Linked DNA regions of Mus musculus: all the other regions are linked to region 5. The links are chromatin contacts, called in public Hi-C and promoter capture Hi-C maps. All regions are on one chromosome and are shown on one strand. The core of a region is the stretch at or near the end of the contact, and the rest is flanking DNA. Distances in the headings are between cores, read along the strand shown. Region 1 holds the start of Coro7 (coronin 7). Region 2 holds the start of Glis2 (GLIS family zinc finger 2). Region 3 holds the start of Alg1 (asparagine-linked glycosylation 1 (beta-1,4-mannosyltransferase)). Region 4 holds the start of Tfap4 (transcription factor AP4). Region 5 holds the start of Nudt16l1 (nudix (nucleoside diphosphate linked moiety X)-type motif 16-like 1). Region 6 holds the start of Pam16 (presequence translocase-asssociated motor 16 homolog (S. cerevisiae)).

Evidence for each region. Promoter capture Hi-C pulls out the DNA fragments that hold promoters and counts their contacts. A called contact is a pair of places that touch in the nucleus more often than the background predicts. Capture Hi-C pulls out chosen DNA fragments and counts their contacts.
Region 1: a promoter capture Hi-C map of adipose tissue shows a contact between it and region 5. The contact joins the promoter of Coro7 here to the promoter of Nudt16l1 in region 5. A contact is called at or near these places in 12 of 39 promoter capture datasets (the 3T3-L1 cell line, the C10 cell line, HPC-7-derived erythroid cells and 8 more), 4 of 484 Hi-C or Micro-C datasets (CD4 T cells, CD8 T cells, nephron progenitors and 1 more), 10 of 115 datasets of contacts at active chromatin or transcription factors (the 230-238 cell line, the SCID.adh cell line, bone marrow-derived macrophages and 7 more) and 4 of 9 other capture datasets (adipose tissue, liver, macrophages and 1 more).
Region 2: a contact with region 5 is called in a promoter capture Hi-C map of neutrophils, with 2.2 times the contacts expected there. The contact joins the promoter of Glis2 here to the promoter of Nudt16l1 in region 5. A contact is called at or near these places in 5 of 39 promoter capture datasets (the C10 cell line, cranial neural crest, frontonasal cranial neural crest and 2 more), 1 of 115 datasets of contacts at active chromatin or transcription factors (pancreatic cancer cells) and 2 of 9 other capture datasets (adipose tissue and pancreatic islet).
Region 3: a Hi-C map of CD8 T cells shows a contact between it and region 5, with 3 times the contacts expected there. The contact joins the promoter of Alg1 here to the promoter of Nudt16l1 in region 5. A contact is called at or near these places in 2 of 39 promoter capture datasets (cranial neural crest and pre-B cells), 3 of 484 Hi-C or Micro-C datasets (CD4 T cells, CD8 T cells and regulatory T cells), 2 of 115 datasets of contacts at active chromatin or transcription factors (microglia and pancreatic cancer cells) and 3 of 9 other capture datasets (adipose tissue, liver and pancreatic islet).
Region 4: a contact with region 5 is called in a promoter capture Hi-C map of liver, with 4 times the contacts expected there. The contact joins the promoter of Tfap4 here to the promoter of Nudt16l1 in region 5. A contact is called at or near these places in 3 of 39 promoter capture datasets (liver, neutrophils and pre-B cells), 1 of 115 datasets of contacts at active chromatin or transcription factors (embryonic stem cells) and 2 of 9 other capture datasets (adipose tissue and liver).
Region 6: a promoter capture Hi-C map of pre-B cells shows a contact between it and region 5, with 5 times the contacts expected there. The contact joins the promoter of Pam16 here to the promoter of Nudt16l1 in region 5. A contact is called at or near these places in 11 of 39 promoter capture datasets (the 3T3-L1 cell line, the C10 cell line, cranial neural crest and 6 more), 1 of 15 datasets of contacts at CTCF or cohesin (large pre-B cells), 1 of 484 Hi-C or Micro-C datasets (embryonic stem cells), 4 of 115 datasets of contacts at active chromatin or transcription factors (bone marrow-derived macrophages, effector CD8 T cells, large pre-B cells and 1 more) and 4 of 9 other capture datasets (adipose tissue, liver, macrophages and 1 more).

What each region holds. Positions count from the first base shown.
Region 1 is chr16:4,678,284-4,680,983 of GRCm38.p6, forward strand. Coro7 (coronin 7) reads right to left here and starts at 1,437. Exons shown (of 28, transcript NM_030205.4): 1 at 1,269-1,437. The coding sequence starts at 1,328.
Region 2 is chr16:4,593,296-4,595,995 of GRCm38.p6, forward strand. Glis2 (GLIS family zinc finger 2) reads left to right here and starts at 1,418. Exons shown (of 7, transcript NM_031184.3): 1 at 1,418-1,640. It overlaps D330022H12Rik (a long non-coding RNA gene), which reads right to left and starts at 960. Exons shown (of 2, transcript XR_875867.3): 1 at 137-960.
Region 3 is chr16:5,232,066-5,234,890 of GRCm38.p6, forward strand. It overlaps Alg1 (asparagine-linked glycosylation 1 (beta-1,4-mannosyltransferase)), which reads left to right and starts at 1,556. Exons shown (of 13, transcript NM_145362.2): 1 at 1,556-1,792. The coding sequence starts at 1,585.
Region 4 is chr16:4,558,357-4,561,056 of GRCm38.p6, forward strand. Tfap4 (transcription factor AP4) reads right to left here and starts at 1,364. Exons shown (of 7, transcript NM_031182.2): 1 at 1,072-1,364. The coding sequence starts at 1,160.
Region 5 is chr16:4,937,808-4,940,507 of GRCm38.p6, forward strand. Nudt16l1 (nudix (nucleoside diphosphate linked moiety X)-type motif 16-like 1) reads left to right here and starts at 1,304. Exons shown (of 3, transcript NM_025839.4): 1 at 1,304-1,486; 2 at 1,571-1,831; 3 at 2,389-2,700. The coding sequence starts at 1,334. The coding sequence ends at 2,610. Mgrn1 (mahogunin, ring finger 1) reads left to right here. Exons shown (of 17, transcript NM_029657.4): 17 at 1-489. It overlaps Gm16861 (predicted gene, 16861), which reads right to left and starts at 1,778. Exons shown (of 3, transcript NR_037666.1): 1 at 1,564-1,778; 2 at 1,061-1,357.
Region 6 is chr16:4,623,696-4,626,395 of GRCm38.p6, forward strand. It overlaps Pam16 (presequence translocase-asssociated motor 16 homolog (S. cerevisiae)), which reads right to left and starts at 1,251. Exons shown (of 5, transcript NM_025571.1): 1 at 1,156-1,251. The coding sequence starts at 1,158. It also overlaps a transcript of Glis2 not described here.

The DNA.
Region 1 (2,700 bases), core at 187-2,686, 260 kb before region 5:
AAAACTCAACTTCTTCCTCTGAAGGGCTGCCCTGTAACTCATCTGTCACCAGCTTTGCCTGGCTAATGGCCTCTGTCCACCCTGGGTTCACTTTCTTTTTTTCTTTTTTCTTTTTTTGGTTTTTCGAGTCAGGGATTCTCTGTGTAGCCCTGGCTGCCCTGGAACTCACTCTGTAGACCAGGCTGGCCTCGAACTCAGAAATCTGCCTGCCAAGTGCTAGGATTAAAGGCCTGCACCACCACCGCCCGGCCACTTTCTTTTTCTTTACTGGCTTTTTTTCTTCTCACCCTTCTGGCCTCTGTTGAAATCCACCCACCTGGGCACTGTCCTCCACAATACTATTACGTTCAACTCTACTTCACTTCTTTACATCACAGCCCACCACATACCCCCGGGTGTTCTGATTCTTCAGTGGATTTATATTGTGCTTGCTGACCAGAGGCTGTTAAGTTCCACAGAGAAGGGGAAATGTCACAATGTTCACTGTTTTAGAGAGCTGAGCAGCACACAATAGGTACAGAAAGGCTAACTGTCCAGAGAATGAAAATGGAGCACGGTTGTCCTAACTTGCTTTGGGACACTAGAGGTCCAAATAACACAGGGGGAGAAAGGCCAGTGCCTCACCGAGTGGAGTGTCCTTCTTGACACTCCATCTGGGATCCACCTGCTCTAGGCTTCTCCAGGCCCCAACAACCGCTAGTATCATCACCCCAGTAAAGGAAGAGCTTGCACCAGTAGACAAGGAAGAGTGGCAGAAACTCGAGGGAGGAAGCCTGCCTGGCCCCAGGGGCTCCCTCTCCAGATGATACCTTCCCTCTCACTGAGACCACAAGAAAGAGATGCATCTCTCCCACAGCCCGGCCGGCCCGGAGCAGGGGTGATCCTAGACTGCTGGAAGGGGGAGACCGGCGTCGACAGTTTCCCAGCCAGGTTCCCAGCAAGGCCGACCGGAAACAGAGGCCTGTTCGCGTCTGGGAGTGCTGCGAGGCCTCCTGGGGTAACAGGGGGAGGCGAACCGGCCAGGCCGACCTCCGGGATCACCCAACTACTAGGGCGCGTCATCAGACCTCCGGACTCTGTCCTCTGAGCAGTGAAGGGGCGGCCTGAACTCTAGGGTTCATCTAAAGGGAGAAGTTCCGGGTGGACAGATGGGGCGAGGTGGGGTGAGGGTCTTCACAACCCAGAGTGTGCACTGCACAGGCAGGCACTGGGAATGGCAGTCCTCCGGGACCAGAAGCCAGGGAGTGGGGTCCACTGGCCGGGCTCACCTCTCGGCGGGACGGCCGGGCCTCCATATGCCGAAACTTGGACACCTTGAAGCGACTCATGGCAGCTGGGACAGAGCAAGCTCAGGCTGGAGAACGAGGGTCGTCAGGTACTAGGTGAATGAAGAGAAGCCGCCCTGGACTCTTGCAGCCTGCCGCCTCAGCAGCCTGCAGCCTGGTGCCACGCCCTTATTGATGACAACCAATCGGAAGCTCCTGCGGCCTGCCTAGGCACGCCCCCACGTCACCCTTCTTCAGCGCGACGGCCTTCAGCCCCGCCTTCTTCAGAGGCCAGGACGACCTGAGAAGTCACGCCCTGATGCCTGGGGGACTACTGCACTGGTCGGAGGTCATGTGAGCCGCAGCTGTCCTACCGAAGGAACCACACTTCAATTGCTGCAGGATTAGACTTGCAATACTGGTCCCTGAGGTTTTACAATGACCTGAGAAATAGCAGGACAGAATTAACTAGACTAAAACTGGGAATAATCCCCGCGACCCATAAAAGATAAGAACCACTGAGACTCAATCTTTCTCTCTCTCAATCTCTCTCTCTCTCCCTCCCTCCCTCCCACCTCTTGTCTCCCCTTCCCTCCCTTTCTACCCCTTTGTTTTGAGTTTTATTTTTATTTTATTTTATTTTTGTTTATTTATTTATTTATTTATTTTGAGACAGGGTTTCTCTGTGTAGTCCTGGCTGTCCTAGAATTCACTCTGTAGACCAGGCTGGCCTCAAACTCAGAAATCCCCCTGCCTCTTCCTCCCAAGTCCTGGGACTAAAGATGTGCACCATCACTGCCCAGCCAAAAATACACATTTTATAATGCAATTTTTTTCATACTAGAGTGTATGATGATAATGACCAAGTGATATATAGCTTTATTCTCAATATCTGTGAGCATCAATTTTCCCTTAAAAATGATTTTAGCTGTGGATTGTAGCTCAGTTGGTAGAGTGTTTGCCAGGCATGTATGAAGCCCTGGGTGCCATCCCCAGCACAGTGACATAGTCCTATAGTCCCAGCATTCAGGAGGAAGATCAGAAGTTCAAGGTCAGCTTGGTTTACATAGTTCGGGACTATATAGTGAGAACCTGCCCAAAAAGAAAAAAAAGAAAAAGAAAAAAGAAAGAAAAGAAAAGAAAAGGGAGAAAGAAGGCAGGGTTGGGAAAATGGCTCAGTGGGTAATTATGCTTGCTCTTGGTTAGACTTGTTGGATCCCCTGGCCTTGTGAAGTGTCTTAAACTGCCACATGGGTGCTGGGAATCAGACTTGGGTCTTCTTCGAAAATAAGGAGAAACAAGTACTCTTGACTGCTGGGACATTTACTTTTGTTCACCTGTCTATCCCTGCCTACTCATCTGTGTGCACACAATGTTGGGGTCCAGGAATTGCCTCACAAATCACACAGACATTGATCTCGGTCAGACCAGGATG
Region 2 (2,700 bases), core at 168-2,667, 340 kb before region 5:
TGTATTAAAAGATCATAAGAATCTAATATGTGTCTTCGTTCAAACCGAAGCACCCATCATGACTACATAATCAGTTAAGAGCACTGACTACGTATCCATTTGATCACCACATCAGGAGCACCAATTATGTGCCTACCTTCGCACCAGACCAGGAGCGTGTGCCAAGAGCAGTGCCTGGGAATGGGGATGCCCCATGATCAAGATTCATGTCTTGATGTGGCTCTGGCGCAGACCGAGGCATCAAATGCCCGAATAACAGATTTCCAACCCGGAGTCAGTACTTCACCTACTGGTGATGCTGACTTTGAAGTGCCTTTTCGTTTCCTGAGTTCAAGTCCAACTTCGGATCAGGAGGGCTGTCTTTTTGAACTGAGATTTGTCACCAGACAGGTAAAAAGATATTAGGCGTGGACTCAAGACTCGCCCAAAGAAAACACTAAAGAACGCCAAGTCTGAGCTTCCCAGGAAAAGGTGGGAAACAGCTTGGCTGCGGTGTGCAAGCGTTACTGACTTACATCCACTTTTCAGTGACCAACTCATTGAACTTACTGACGCCAAGTGCGATGACCCCGGCGGCGCTCAGATTAGGGGACCCAGGTTGTCCAGGCGGATGTCACCAAGATAACGGAATCCTGGATTGGTTGTGCCAGGCCTTGTGCTTATTTCACCAGGAGGGCAACTGAGGCTGAAGACAAGGCAAAGCTGGAAGAGAGAAGCGTGGCCTCGAACCTGTCGGAATTGAAAGGCCTTTGCCTGCGCGGTCCTGGATCTGGACTGGGCGGGGAAATCAGGGCCTTCCAAGAGGCATTTCTATCACCTCCGCGGCAGCCAAGGGCCGCGGGGGCCCTGGCCAAGGTGACCCCGCAGGGGGAGGCGAGGGTCCCCGCCCCTCGCCCGCTGCGGCCGCCTCCATCTTCCCGGTCCTTGGGGCTTTTCCTCCTGGCCGGTTCGCCCGCCCCTCTCCCAGGCTTCCCCCAGGGGCGGGATATCTCGCCCTGCCCCCCGCCCCCCAGGCCTTGTCCTAGCGCTGCCCTCGGGCTGGGGGCGGGACCGCGGCAGGCGGGGATGGGGGGGGGGGGAGTCGAGGAGGACGCGCGTCTCTGCCGTGGCGGGGCTCCCTCCTTCGCTCCCCCTTCCCTCCGGTGCCCGCTCCTGCGGCCGTCCGCTCTCCTCCCCTCCCCGGGCCCAGCCTCCCCCCACCCCCACCCTCCACCCCCCGCGCACGCTCCGTCTGGCAGCTGGCGCTCCGGGCCTGGGGCCGCAGTAGTGAGAGGGGTTTGTAGGGAGGGCGGGAGCGAGCGAGCGAGCCGCGAGGGAGGGAGGGAGGGAGGCCGCCCCCCGCGCCCCTCCTCTTCGCCCTCCTCCAAGGCCGCCAGTCCCTCCTCCCACCCCCTCCCTCCTCTCCTCTCCTCCCTCCCTTGCAAAGACATCCCCGCACAGCCCGGCCGCCGCGGCCACCTTCCCTGCCCCGAGCTGCAGATGTGGCGGAGCGGCCGGGTGCCGCGCGGCGCCAGGGGAGCCCGTGCCCCGTAAGCCTCGCGCCCCGGCCCCCGCCCGCCCCGGCCCTCCCCCTCGCCCGCTCCCCGCTGCCCCAGGACCGCCGGAACCCGCAGCCGGAGCCAGTCAGCCCGGCAGCCGAGGTAGGAAGCCCCCGGGCGTCGCGCCGGGAGGACGCGGGCTGGGCCAGGGACTTGCCTGGTGCGCGGGGCAGCGTAACCAGAGGGTCGCCTCCCCCTCCCGCGTCCGCGCCTTGCTCCGGGCCATTGTGAGCCCTCGCTGAGGCCCCTGCGCTCGTTGGTTTTGCGCTCTCCCTTTCTCGCCGGCTCCCTGGCTGGGTCCTTCGATTTCACCGTCTTTTTTCTCTTTCCTTCCCTCCTTCTGTTTGGGGGCCGAGCTGAACTGTGGCCCGGCCCGGGGCGGGCGCAAACTTCACTGGGGAAGTTGGGCGTCTTCAGTAGGGGTGCTCTGCGAGGTGAGAGGGGGCCACCCGAAGCCTGGGCATGAAGTTGTATGGGGCATCTGGCAGCCACCTTTGCTCACCGGTGAGCTCGGGTTATTTGGAAGGTACCCTCCCTTTCTGGGTAAAGTCCTGCTCTCACTACCCTTAACAAGCCTTGGGGGAGGCAGAGAGGGGGGCGTCCCTTGATTCAGCACTAGGAGTTGGAATATTGTGTAGCCTTTGGTCCACTCCTGAAGGGTGGATGGAAGCAGGTGAGGGACCTGGCTGGATGGAGAGGGTGAGTGATTGCATCCTCAGGATGGGTCTGGAAAAGAGGTGACGAGGCAGGTGCATCCCCCTCCTACCAGGATGATGCTTGCACCTCCCCGCAGGCCCCCTAGGATGGGGCTGGAATCCAGGCTGGCACCTGGACGCCTTGGCACACTGCCCTACCCAGTGGGATACTCAGGCCACAGCAGGGCAGCATGCTGCCTGTCTGCCTACCCAGGAGGGCCCGCCCAGCCCAGCCAGAGGGTGGCGGGGAAGCACTGGTTGCAGGGAGTTGCCCAGCCCTGCCCTGGGGCCTGGGAAGCTGGAAGGGATGCTGGGAGGAGCCCTGGGCCCCCAGCCATCAGGGCCCAAGATCTTGGCTCTAGAGGGAATGCTTGACACCAAGGGGGCAGTCAGGCTAGCCAGTGGCCCTACCAAGACTTGAGCTCCCATGGGTCTGGCCAGGGCTAGGGCCTGCGTCTTGGGCTTCG
Region 3 (2,825 bases), core at 306-2,805, 290 kb after region 5:
AAAGCTCCCCACACAGCAGTACTTTTCTAGCTGGCAAAGTCAGGAACTCTAGAGTTCATGCCACTATCATTATCTTATGCATCTCTTTCTTTCTCCCTTTATTGCCCATACTTAAAAAGTTCTCCCTTCCTTCCTTCCTTCCTTCCTTCCTTCCTTCCTTCCTTCCTTCCTTCCTTCTTCCCTCCCTCCCTCCCTTCCTCCCTCCCTTCCTTCTTTCCCTTCCTTTCTTTCTCTATAACCCATTGTCTATTCGTCTCTCCCTAAACTTGAGTCTCCTTTTTCTCCTTATAAGCTGAAAGCCAACAAGCTTTAGTGAGCTTTCTGTTTCTGCCCCTCACAGCTGAGATTATAGGTTTTGTGGTGACATCCAGCTTGTTACATGGGTGTCAGGATTTGAACTCCTGTCATGATTGCAAGTAAGAGCTCTTAACTGCTGAGTCATTTATCCAGCCCCTTATTTTTTTGAGTTCTTGTCATAAGCTGCCCAGGCAGGTCTTGAACTCTCTATGGAGTCGAGGATGACCTTGGCTTCTCCTCCACAGTGCCAGAATTACAGGCTATACTATGCCTGCTTCCTCTCTTTTGTATTTGAATTGTTGTATTCAATGTGCATGCATCTTAACAAATGAAGAGATAAACATTTTGCTTAATAAATTTTCTCACTGGAAGGCACCTCTGCTAAAGAGCCAGAGGCCCTATGGTCTCTTGCCTTCTACCAACAAAGATCGGTTTCCATGTGTAGCCATGATCTTGTTTATACATTCACTTCTCAGGGAATGGCCTCTTTCCTCAACAAAACTAGGAAATTCATCCAAATTGTTTTTATTTATTTAGTGTACAAGGGAGGTGCTGTGTGTGTCACAGCAGGAGCGTGGAAGTCAGAGGATGTAGAGAGTTGATTCTCTCCTTCCTGAGATGGTACCCTACTTTAGCATCAAACACCTTTACCTGAAGAAAACTCATCAGCCTCTCATCTAAAATTTAATCTCTCTTGTTAGATTATTAAAGGCAGCTACTGAGAGAGTAGATAAAAGAGGCTGGGTCTGATCATAGCCGAGACAAGTTCATGTACGGTGAGGGTACATTTTTGTGTAGATGGCTAAGATACTCACAGAAGATGAGATATGGCCTCCTATAGGGGTAGAAATGACTTCACAGTCCGTAAGGGAAGCTGAGAAGTGTACTCTAGCAGCAGGTAATCATTATCATCATTATTATAGTTTGAAATTTATCTTAGCGGTCTTTAAAAGAAGTTCTTAGACTCCAATAAAGGTACAGCTTTACTTTCACAGGGGAAAACACACTTCAGAGAACTTGGCATGGCTAAGTCCATTCTTGGGCTCCTTAAGTAACTCTTCAAAGGCCTCCTACCCTTTCCAGGCCCCGCCCCCCCGTTCAGAGCCCGCCCCCATCTTCCAAATTCTCTTTCCTTTTCTCCCAGACCTCGCCTTATCCAAGGCTCCGCCTCCTCCTTCGTAAAGAGGCGATTTCATAATCACCTCCCCCTGGGCAGGGTCTGGGGTGTGCGCTTGCGCATAGCGAGGCTTCCGGGCCCGGTCACGTGCTCGGCGCCGGCCGGCCAAGATGGCAGCGTCCTGCGTGGCGCTGCTGGTTCTGGCGCTGCTGTTGCTGGTGCTGCTGCTGGGCTTGTGGAAGCGTGGGCGGCAAACGGGCAGGGCCCGGCACATGGTCGTCGTGGTGCTGGGCGACGTGGGCCGCAGCCCCCGCATGCAGTACCACGCGCTGTCATTGGCCCAGAGCGGCTTTTCGGTGACGCTGCTGGGGTTCTACAGTGAGTGGCGGGGACCTGAGAGGGAGGCTCAATCAGGAGCCTTGACTCTCCCTGTTTTGGGACAGAGGCGGGAGCAGCTGTGCTCCTCTCCTGCCTGTTCTGGTCTGGACCGCTGTTTTCTGGTGTCTGGGAGCAGCGGGCGTCAGTCGCCGTTTACCATACGTGAGGACTACAAATAGATCGGTTGCAAAAGTGTCTGTCACTTGCTTTGTTTAGGTAGTGCACAGACAGGCTGCAACCCTGGTGTGTGAGACCTTAGTGCTGGTCACCACTTCCTCATGCTGCCTTTGTCACTGAGTTGGCAGGCTGAATGTTTCTTCACATCCCTTGTCCAGCCGCAGAGCTTTTCTTGCTGTGGATGGTTCTCTTGTCCCCTAAGGTGTAGGCAGAGGTGTCCACTCCCTCATCATGTCCACGTGGATGATTTTTCAGGGGTTCACTCTTACTATGCAGCCTCTAGCTGGTTTGGATCTCACTATGTAGGCCAGAGTGTCCTTGAACTCACAGAGATCCACTTGCTACTGCCTTTAGAGTGTTGGGATTAAAGGCATGCACTTTAGTAGCCCCTCAGGTATCCAACCTTTTGACACAGTCATATGAAATCTGCTAGCATGTTGGGGACATTCATAACTATCCTCGAACACGTGCTGGGCACCTCAAATTGGATCTGCGAACTTGGGGGTGGCCCAGCTCTATCTAAGGGAAAGTGGAAATAGCCCTTATTGGTCCCCGTGTGGAGTGCTATCCTAGGGCAGACTGCCATCCAGGAGTTCTACTCTTTATCAGTTAAATTGGGTCCCTATTGCATGCCAGTCATCAGGTTAAATTAAGTAGGTATGATGAATGCCCTTCGAGGGTATTCTATAGAAGAACACAAAGTGACCTCATTTTCTATTCTGGGTACTGGGGACCTGTGAGGTTTTGATAGGTGTTATTTTCCTTCCACCTTGTTTACTTGAGATGGGCATGCTTTGTAGCACATGCTGGCTTTGAACACTTTATCCTGCCTTATCCTTCCAAGTACTGGAATTAC
Region 4 (2,700 bases), core at 114-2,613, 380 kb before region 5:
TGGATCTGGGGCAACCTAGGTAGGATCAAGCTCACTAAGGGGTATCTCAAGAGAGACCTCCGACCACCCACCCGACCAGGAGATTCAACGCTTTGCATTTATGACTGAGGAACAGAAGTGGGACAGCAAAGTTTGCAGACCCATATGCAACAGGAAGTAGACTAGAGCCCTGAAGCAACCTAAGACGCACCCTCATCAAAAGGCCTCCCCACCTGGCCTGCTTAGCCCACCTAGTTGGTTACGGCCGAGCTTTGTGCAAGTAAAGCGTGGCCCCGAAGCGCCTACAAGTCCCACAATGCAGCACCGACCCGGCATAGAGAACTACAGCTCCCGTGAGGTCGTGCGCGCAGAGGCCCGCCTACTCCAAGAGGGCTGCAGAGTCACGTCCAGGCCTCGCTAGTAAACAGCACCCGAGCGCGGGCGGAGAACGTGCGACTAGTGACTGCCAACGTGTGGGGGACCGCAACTTCCCTGCTTGAAGCATGGCCACTAAAGGTCCACGTACGCCTCGCAACCTCGAGCGAGCACGCCCCCAACCCTGCTGCAGCCCTGTTCTCTGCAAACGTTCACACCACCCGGCTCCCCGCCCCCCCTCCCCGCAGCCTGGAACCGCGGCATGGCAGCATTGTAGCTGTCCTCTCGCACACTCCGGGCCCCCCCCAAAACGACCTCCTTAGAAGAGGGTTCCCAGAAAGCGCGAGTAAGCAAGGAAAAGGAAGGAAGCCAAAGCTGGCGGGGGGAGGAGGAAGCGCTGGGTGAAAGCCACCAGCAGCAAGCATGGCCGGGACTGCTGCAGCACCACGTGGGTCTGTTTGCAATTTACAAACGTCGCGACTCGCCCGCCTGCAGCGGACAAAAGTGGACAGAACCTCTCGGGGTCCCCACGTTCCAAGGGAAGAGGGTCCCTAGGCAACGCAAGCAGGGTTCCAGAGACTGCAGCGGACCCAGTAGCTAAGAAAGGCGAGCGAGCTCGGAGGCGCGAGCCATGCGTGCGCACACGCGCACCCGCCCGGGCGGGCTGGCCGGGGGCTGCAATGGGAAGAAGGGGTTGGGGGGAGGAGCAGTACACACCTACAGAGCCCTCCTATCACTTCTTTCTCTGTTTTCCTGAAATGTTGCAAAGAGGGCACCTTCTGAGTGGGCACCATGAAATACTCCATAGCGATAGGCCCCCCTCCTGTGCACGAGCCAGGTCTCGCGGTCAGCCGGAGAATGCAAGATGGAAATCCGAATCAAAGGGCAGCGCCGGACGGAGGTGCAGAATCGGCCGGTCCCAGATGCTGGCGGCAGCAGCAGCAGCGGCGAGGGGAGGGAGGCGGGCGGGAGGGGCGGGCGGGAGGTCTCTCCAGCCTGCCTCCCCGGGCGTGTGTATGTGTGTGTGTGTGTGTGTGTGTGTGTGTGTGTGTGTTTGCAGCTGATCAGATGTCTGTTTCAAGGCGGGAAACAGCTGGTGAAAACTCAGCACTCCCCGGCCTCCTTCCGCGGAGTAAGGAATTGCATGTAAACAAAGGACTATTTGCAGCGCCCCCCCCAGGGCGACTGGATGCTGGGGCGAGAAGGGCGCAAGCTCCTTGGGACCGACTACTACATGGGTCTGCAGACTTAACCCTGGGATCAGGAATCAGGGGTCGACAGCTGGCTGTGGGGGGACACGATGTGAATGGAGTGAACAGCGGCCCAGCTACATGCGCCACTATGGGTGATGAGGTCCATCAGCTGACAGGTTGGCAAGCGTAGCTAAAAAGAAAAAAAAAAAAAAAAAAAAAAAAAAAAAGGCCAGCCCCACCGCACGGGATCCCAGTCTGTGCAGTCCAGGGTCCGGTGAGGACTGCCCAGTGCGGGGTCTTTGCGCACCGCTATCCTGGAGGACGCGCTGGGCGGGGCTGCAGCAGCAAAGGGAAGGCTCTTTTGGGTGTGTGCTTCAGGCTTTTGCATTTTCATAATTGCCACTGCACGGAGCGGAGCAGAGCCACTCTGGCGCGCTCCCTTTCGAGCCGACCCGGGCCCCCTGGAAACTTGCGTCATAGCCACTGTTTCCCACAAGTAACTTGGGGCTGACTCTGACCACCCGCCAGCCTCCTCCCTCCGTCTTTACCCAGGTGGCTGCCTGGCCCAAACTCTGACTGGTGCTAGGAAATTAGATTGCGAAGGGTACAGGCAGGTGCGCAAGGTACCTCGGATGTTTGGGGCTGCCATAGGAAGAGAGAGCAAGTGGGAAGGAAGGGAAGGGCGGAGGCAAGCCAGAACAGCAGCGGCCCTGAGGCAGGCTGCCAGCGCGGTCCGAATATCCATTAGAGGTCTGGTGGTGGCTGCCAGGTCCTGTCTTGCCTCTTTCACTACCTTACTTTCCGACTTCGCGCGCAGCGGGCTGCAGCTTCTCATTCATGGGGAAGGCGGGATAAAACTTGCTCCACCGCCAGAGGGCGCGCTCTACAATGGGGGGGGAGTGGTGGTCTGGGGCAAGGGAGGGGACGTTTTAGGGGTGAGCTTCCGTCCTCTGACACGCCCCCACCTTCCGGTCCCGGCCCTCCCCAGACTCCTGGAGGGCTTGGCCCCAGGCTCAGGAAGCCCACGCCTGCCTCGGAATGTCCTCGCTCCAGCTCAGCGCCTTTCCCAGACCCATTCGCTGCCTTCCAAGGTTCCACCCAAATCGAGCCTCTTAGTTGAAATACTTCTATTTATAACAATTGTTGGGTATTA
Region 5 (2,700 bases), core at 54-2,553:
AAGCAGGCTCCTAGTGATACTTTGTTTCCAAGGCAGAAGTGGCCCATGAGTGGCCCCAGAGCAGAGGTGCCCCAGGCAGTGCAGCTCCCTGGTGGGTTGGTAGAGGGACCTCAGCTTAAGGAACTGCCCTGCCACTCACCCAGGTGACAGCCTGTAGCAGTGCATGGAGACCCCTTTAGGCTCAGGGCTGCTCGAGCTCTGACTCTAACCCTGCTCCTTCCTAGCACAGCTCTGCACATCCATCTCTCTCTCTTGCTGAATGCACATATGTGCACACATGTCAGCATGTGCATGCTCACTCCCCCACTTCTCACCTGCCAACATCCTGGCCTCTGGCCGTGGCACTGGTGCCAGTACTTTGAAAGATGGGGTGCAGCCTACACACTTACCTGTCTCAGACTCACATGTACTATCATCTGATGTACTCTGATTGGCTAGTTTGGGTTCATTTTTACTGTATATTTATAGTAATAAAATCATGCAGCAATATTCTATGTGTGCCTTTGTTCTGGCACAGCACTATGTAGGCAGCAGCATTGTTGGCTTTTGGTGTAGTGACAGGACACTAGAGTGGTTTCTGGCAGAACTCCTGACAGGTTTTGTTGCTGCCTTCATTTGCTTGTGTGAGAGGGGCAGTGAGTGCCCCCTCCAAACATAGACAATGGTTTATTGCTATTTTGTTGCTTGCTGTGTCTGAAACTGGACTTGGAATTTGGCTCACCTCCACTGGGCAATTGATGAATCTTAGCCTCTAGGTGGGCAGGTGGTCCTAGTTCTTATACCCATCCCAACTCCTGTGATGTTTACTGAACATTAATCAATGTGCCAGAGAGGGGCAAAGCATAAGTAAGGCTTAGGTCCCCTGTCACTTGAGCTGGAGTCACTTAGACATTTAAGTTTTTTAAGGCATGATTTCATAGGCAGTGGAGCCACAAGCTCTGGGTGAAGCTCAGGGGAAAACCAGCCCCCTCATGGATGAGGTGGATATTGAGACTTCAGATGCCCTCTCAGGGATGTTCGGGACTGGAGACTGACACGTCTTGATAATCAGTGTACCTACCTGCTTAGGACAACCTGGTCTCCGTGCGGTGCGTCTTGGTAGCTGTAGTTTTCTGGTGGTTGTGGGGTCTCCTCTGCAACTTGGAGGGTGGCGAACTACATAACTCCACCCCCACCCCACCCCGCCTCCGCCAGGGTCTTTCCTGGGTTCAACCCCAGAAGCACAGGACTGGTGGAGGCGGGCTTTATGCACGTGGAAGCACGAGGATTGGGTCTGGTGTTGTGGGCGGGGTCGCGCATGCTCGTTTGGGCAGTGGGCCTGGAGCACATCAAGATGTCGACCACGACGGTTCCGGAGCTGAAACAGATCAGTCGGGAGGAAGCAATGCGCTTGGGGCCCGGCTGGAGTCATTCATGCCACGCCATGCTATACGCCGCCAACCCCGGGCAGCTTTTCGGACGTATCCCCATGCGTTTCTCAGTGCTGGTGAGGAGCTGGGCGGGCAAGCAGGGCGGATACAGGCTTGGGACGCCCAGTGGACCCCACGTCCTGACCAAGCTTACCTTGCAGATGCAGATGCGCTTCGACGGGCTGCTAGGCTTTCCCGGGGGTTTCGTGGACCGGCGCTTCTGGTCGCTGGAGGATGGCTTGAATCGGGTGCTGGGCCTGGGCCTGGGCGGCCTACGCCTTACCGAAGCTGATTACCTGAGTTCACACCTGACTGAGGGTCCACACCGTGTGGTGGCACATCTGTACGCACGGCAGCTGACATTGGAACAACTGCATGCTGTGGAGATCAGCGCTGTGCACTCACGGGACCACGGTCTGGAGGTGGGGCTACTGCCTGGGGCCCGCCCCCATTCCCACTCCTGAGGTTTGGCTCTGGCACCACAGAAGGCACCTTGGGTAACAAGTACCCCTCAGGGTCCTCACCCTGGCTATGCTGGGTGGGAAAAGGGACTTGGGATCTGGATCATGGGCTGTTTTCATTTGCCTTGTCTGCCATTGTCAATCCTGGGAGTGGGGCTTGGGGTCACTGGAAGGGATGAACAGGGCCTGCTTGGGAAATTGAGACCAAAAAGACCGGGTTGCATGCAGTGTTTGGGATTATCTCCTGAGAGGAAATTGGGGGATTTGTAGATTCTGTGGTCTAAGGGGCATGGAGTGAAACCAGGGATCATGGGGGTTGCTGCCAGACAGGGTGGGGAGTGCATAGGATTGACCTTGGAACTTGGAGAGAAGGCACTTTACTGCCACCAGCCTGGCCTGGCCAGACCCTGCCTGGGTCTCCCCTGTTTCTTTGGCAAACTGGTGGCTGACAGGCATCTCTGCCAGGGTCCTGCCTCTACAAGAAGAGCCCAGCCCCACTCATGCCCTCTGTCCCACAGGTCCTGGGCCTTGTACGGGTCCCACTGTACACACAGAAGGATCGAGTAGGCGGCTTTCCTAACTTTCTGAGCAACGCCTTCGTCAGCACTGCCAAATATCAACTTCTATTTGCCCTTAAGGTACTCAACATGATGCCCTCGGAAAAGCTGGCCGAGGCCTTGGCCTCAGCAACAGAGAAGCAGAAGAAGGCTCTAGAAAAGCTGCTCCCGCCCTCATCCTGAGGTGCTTCTTGTGCAGGTCCCTGCCCTCCCTTGGCTGTCTCTGCCCACAGGCCCTGGAATTCCCGAGACGCGTGCCTTCTAGTGTGTTTG
Region 6 (2,700 bases), core at 1-2,500, 310 kb before region 5:
ATTTAAGGCCTTTTACCTGTGGTGGGCAAGCACTGCAACACTGAGCTATACTCTCAGCCCTATGTACTAAAGTTGCCCTGGAACTCACAAATTCCTGATCTTCCTGGCCCAGCCTTTCAAGTGCTGGGTTTACAAGTATAAGCCTTACACGAGCAGCTGAGGTAAGTTCAAGGTGGAATGTGGAGAATGCACGCTAAAGACCGAGTTCCACGAGGAACCAACAAAGGTTCTTACTAAATGGCAGCGACCTAATTACAAGGAATAATATAGTGGCAAATGTTTAGTCTCAGAACAGAACACGAACAAAGCTGGGGCCAAACTGACTCTTGTGGGAAAGATGAGCTTGGAAAAGTCAAATTCTCTGAGCTTCAAATCCCTTAAATTAAAATGGGGACGATTGAGAAGGCTTAAATGACAATCTACATAAAGCTTCAGCTCCAGACAACGCATTGTGAGCGGTTAACTACTACCTACTTTCCCATGGTCAAGGAAGATGCTCCCAGCTGGGTGAGATGGCGCACACCTTTACTGCCAGCCCTTGGGAGCCAGAGGCAGAGACAAAAGGATCTCAGTGAGTTTAAAGCCAGCTTGAGCACATAGGGCGTTCCGGGCGAGCCACACTATCTATATACATAGTGGTACTTAGTCTCAAACAAACAGATAAATAGGCTTCCCTAACCTTCCAATCACTTAGGGGCAAATCTCAAGAACCTGCGGGCAACTTTCAGGTGCCAATGGTGCCAAAACGCTCAGCCTTTCTGGTTTCAATTCTAGCAAGTCTCAGGTCTACCACTTCCTTGGATGAGCCAACTGTCAAACGCGGTTAAAAGCCAAGCGACACAACACCAATATCGCCGAGTCCTGCCACTCAGGAGCCGGCCCAGTCAACGACCGTCTCCTCCCACTGCCCACAGCGGACCGCGCACGCCGAGGCAGGGAACGCACAGGCCGGGATTGGCCGGGAGCTTTCCGCCAACCGAGCCTCGATTCCCCGGTCCGCGGTCGTCACTGCCCGGGCACCAACGACCGACCGGGCGCCACGCTACAGACTCTGCTTCCTGTGAGGAACCCGGGGGGCTCACGGCATCAGGACCAGAGCCCGCTGCTGGACTCCGATTTGACCTCCCTTCCCGAACACCCCATCCCGGGCCTCACCATGGCGGACGCTCCACTTTAGGGGGACGGGTGCCGCTTCCCGACCCAGTGGGACCAGCTCAAGGGTTGCTGGTGGGTCAGAGGTCAAGGGAGACCGGAGAGCGCGTGCGCAAGGACGCGACGCGTTTCCAGAGGCGTGACTCTCGCGGCACCGCGCATGTGGGCGGAGCCTGCCTCGGGGCCAGAGGACCAGTGGGCGGCCCCAGACTTGGTGCAGTTTGGTGGCCTTCCCTTCATTTTCCCAAAACACTTAGGAAGAAGCTATCATATGAAATAAACCAGAGTATAATAGGGTTGGATGTTAAAATCGCTAGAATATTTAAGAGAACCAGGTATTTCAAAATAGGATTTATTTCACATTGCCCCTTCTGGTGAAGCTCTTTCCTAGACGCCTGAGGAACTGTTTCTGCCCATGTTCAGTCAACTTTGTAATCTAATGCCATCTCCTCAGTGAGGGCCACCAAGTCCCCTACTACAGTGGCATGCCCAGCACGCTGTCCTGATTTCAAAGGTCTGAGGTGTCCTTTAAACATCAGATGCTTAGTTTATTCTTTTCTGATTTTTGTTTGTTTTGTTTTTTTTGAGACAGGGTTTCTCTGTGTAACTCTGGCTGTCCTGGAACTCACTCTGTAGACCAGGCTGGCCTTGAATTCATTGCATTCTGCCTGTCTCTGCCTCCTGAGTGCTGGTATCAAAAGGCGTGCGCCACCACTGCCCAGCTGCTTCTGGAATCTTTATGCCAGGTTTGGTCTCTAGTCAAGCTTCTTTGCTTGGTTTGCAAAGGCTTCTCGTCAAGTCCTCACAAGACCTTCTCTGGTCTGTGTGTCTGTGTGTTGGGACAGTTCCATCAAGACAGCCGTAATTCACACACCAAGCAGTTCCACCTTTTGGAGTGTACAGTTCAGTTTTGCCATGACCAACATCCAGATCAGACCAGTTCTTGCCCAGCAGCCACGCACGTCCCTACTTTGAAATCTACTCATCTGTACTTTGTGTCTGGGTTTCTCCTCAACAGTCCACAGACTCAGAATCGGAACAACACATGGTCTTGTGACTCCATTATCATTTCATGCTTCCTTTTTTCCCCTTAGTTCTCAATTTGTGCATCTTAACTCCTTTGGCAAATTTCTACCTCCAGAAATATTTACATTGTGATATATAACAGTACCAAAACTACAGTTATGAAGTAGCAATGAAAGTATTTTTTATGATTGGGGTTCACAACATGAGGAACTGTATCAAAGGGCTGCAGCATTAGGAAGGATGAGAGACACTGCTCTATGACATAATTCTTCTTTTTTTTTTTAACATTTATTATCATTGCTATGTCTCCTACTAGAGTAGGCACTCACAGTGAGCAGGACATTTATGCCTTTACTCCTAGCTATCAAGCACCGGGACGGCTGCCTGGCATGGGTACTCATGTATGTTTGGTGAATGGCCTTAAGTCAGATGCCTCTAGACTAGTGGTTCTCAACTCTCCTAACCCTTTAACATAGTTCCTCATGTTGTGGTGACCCCCAACTATAAAATTATTTTTGTGGC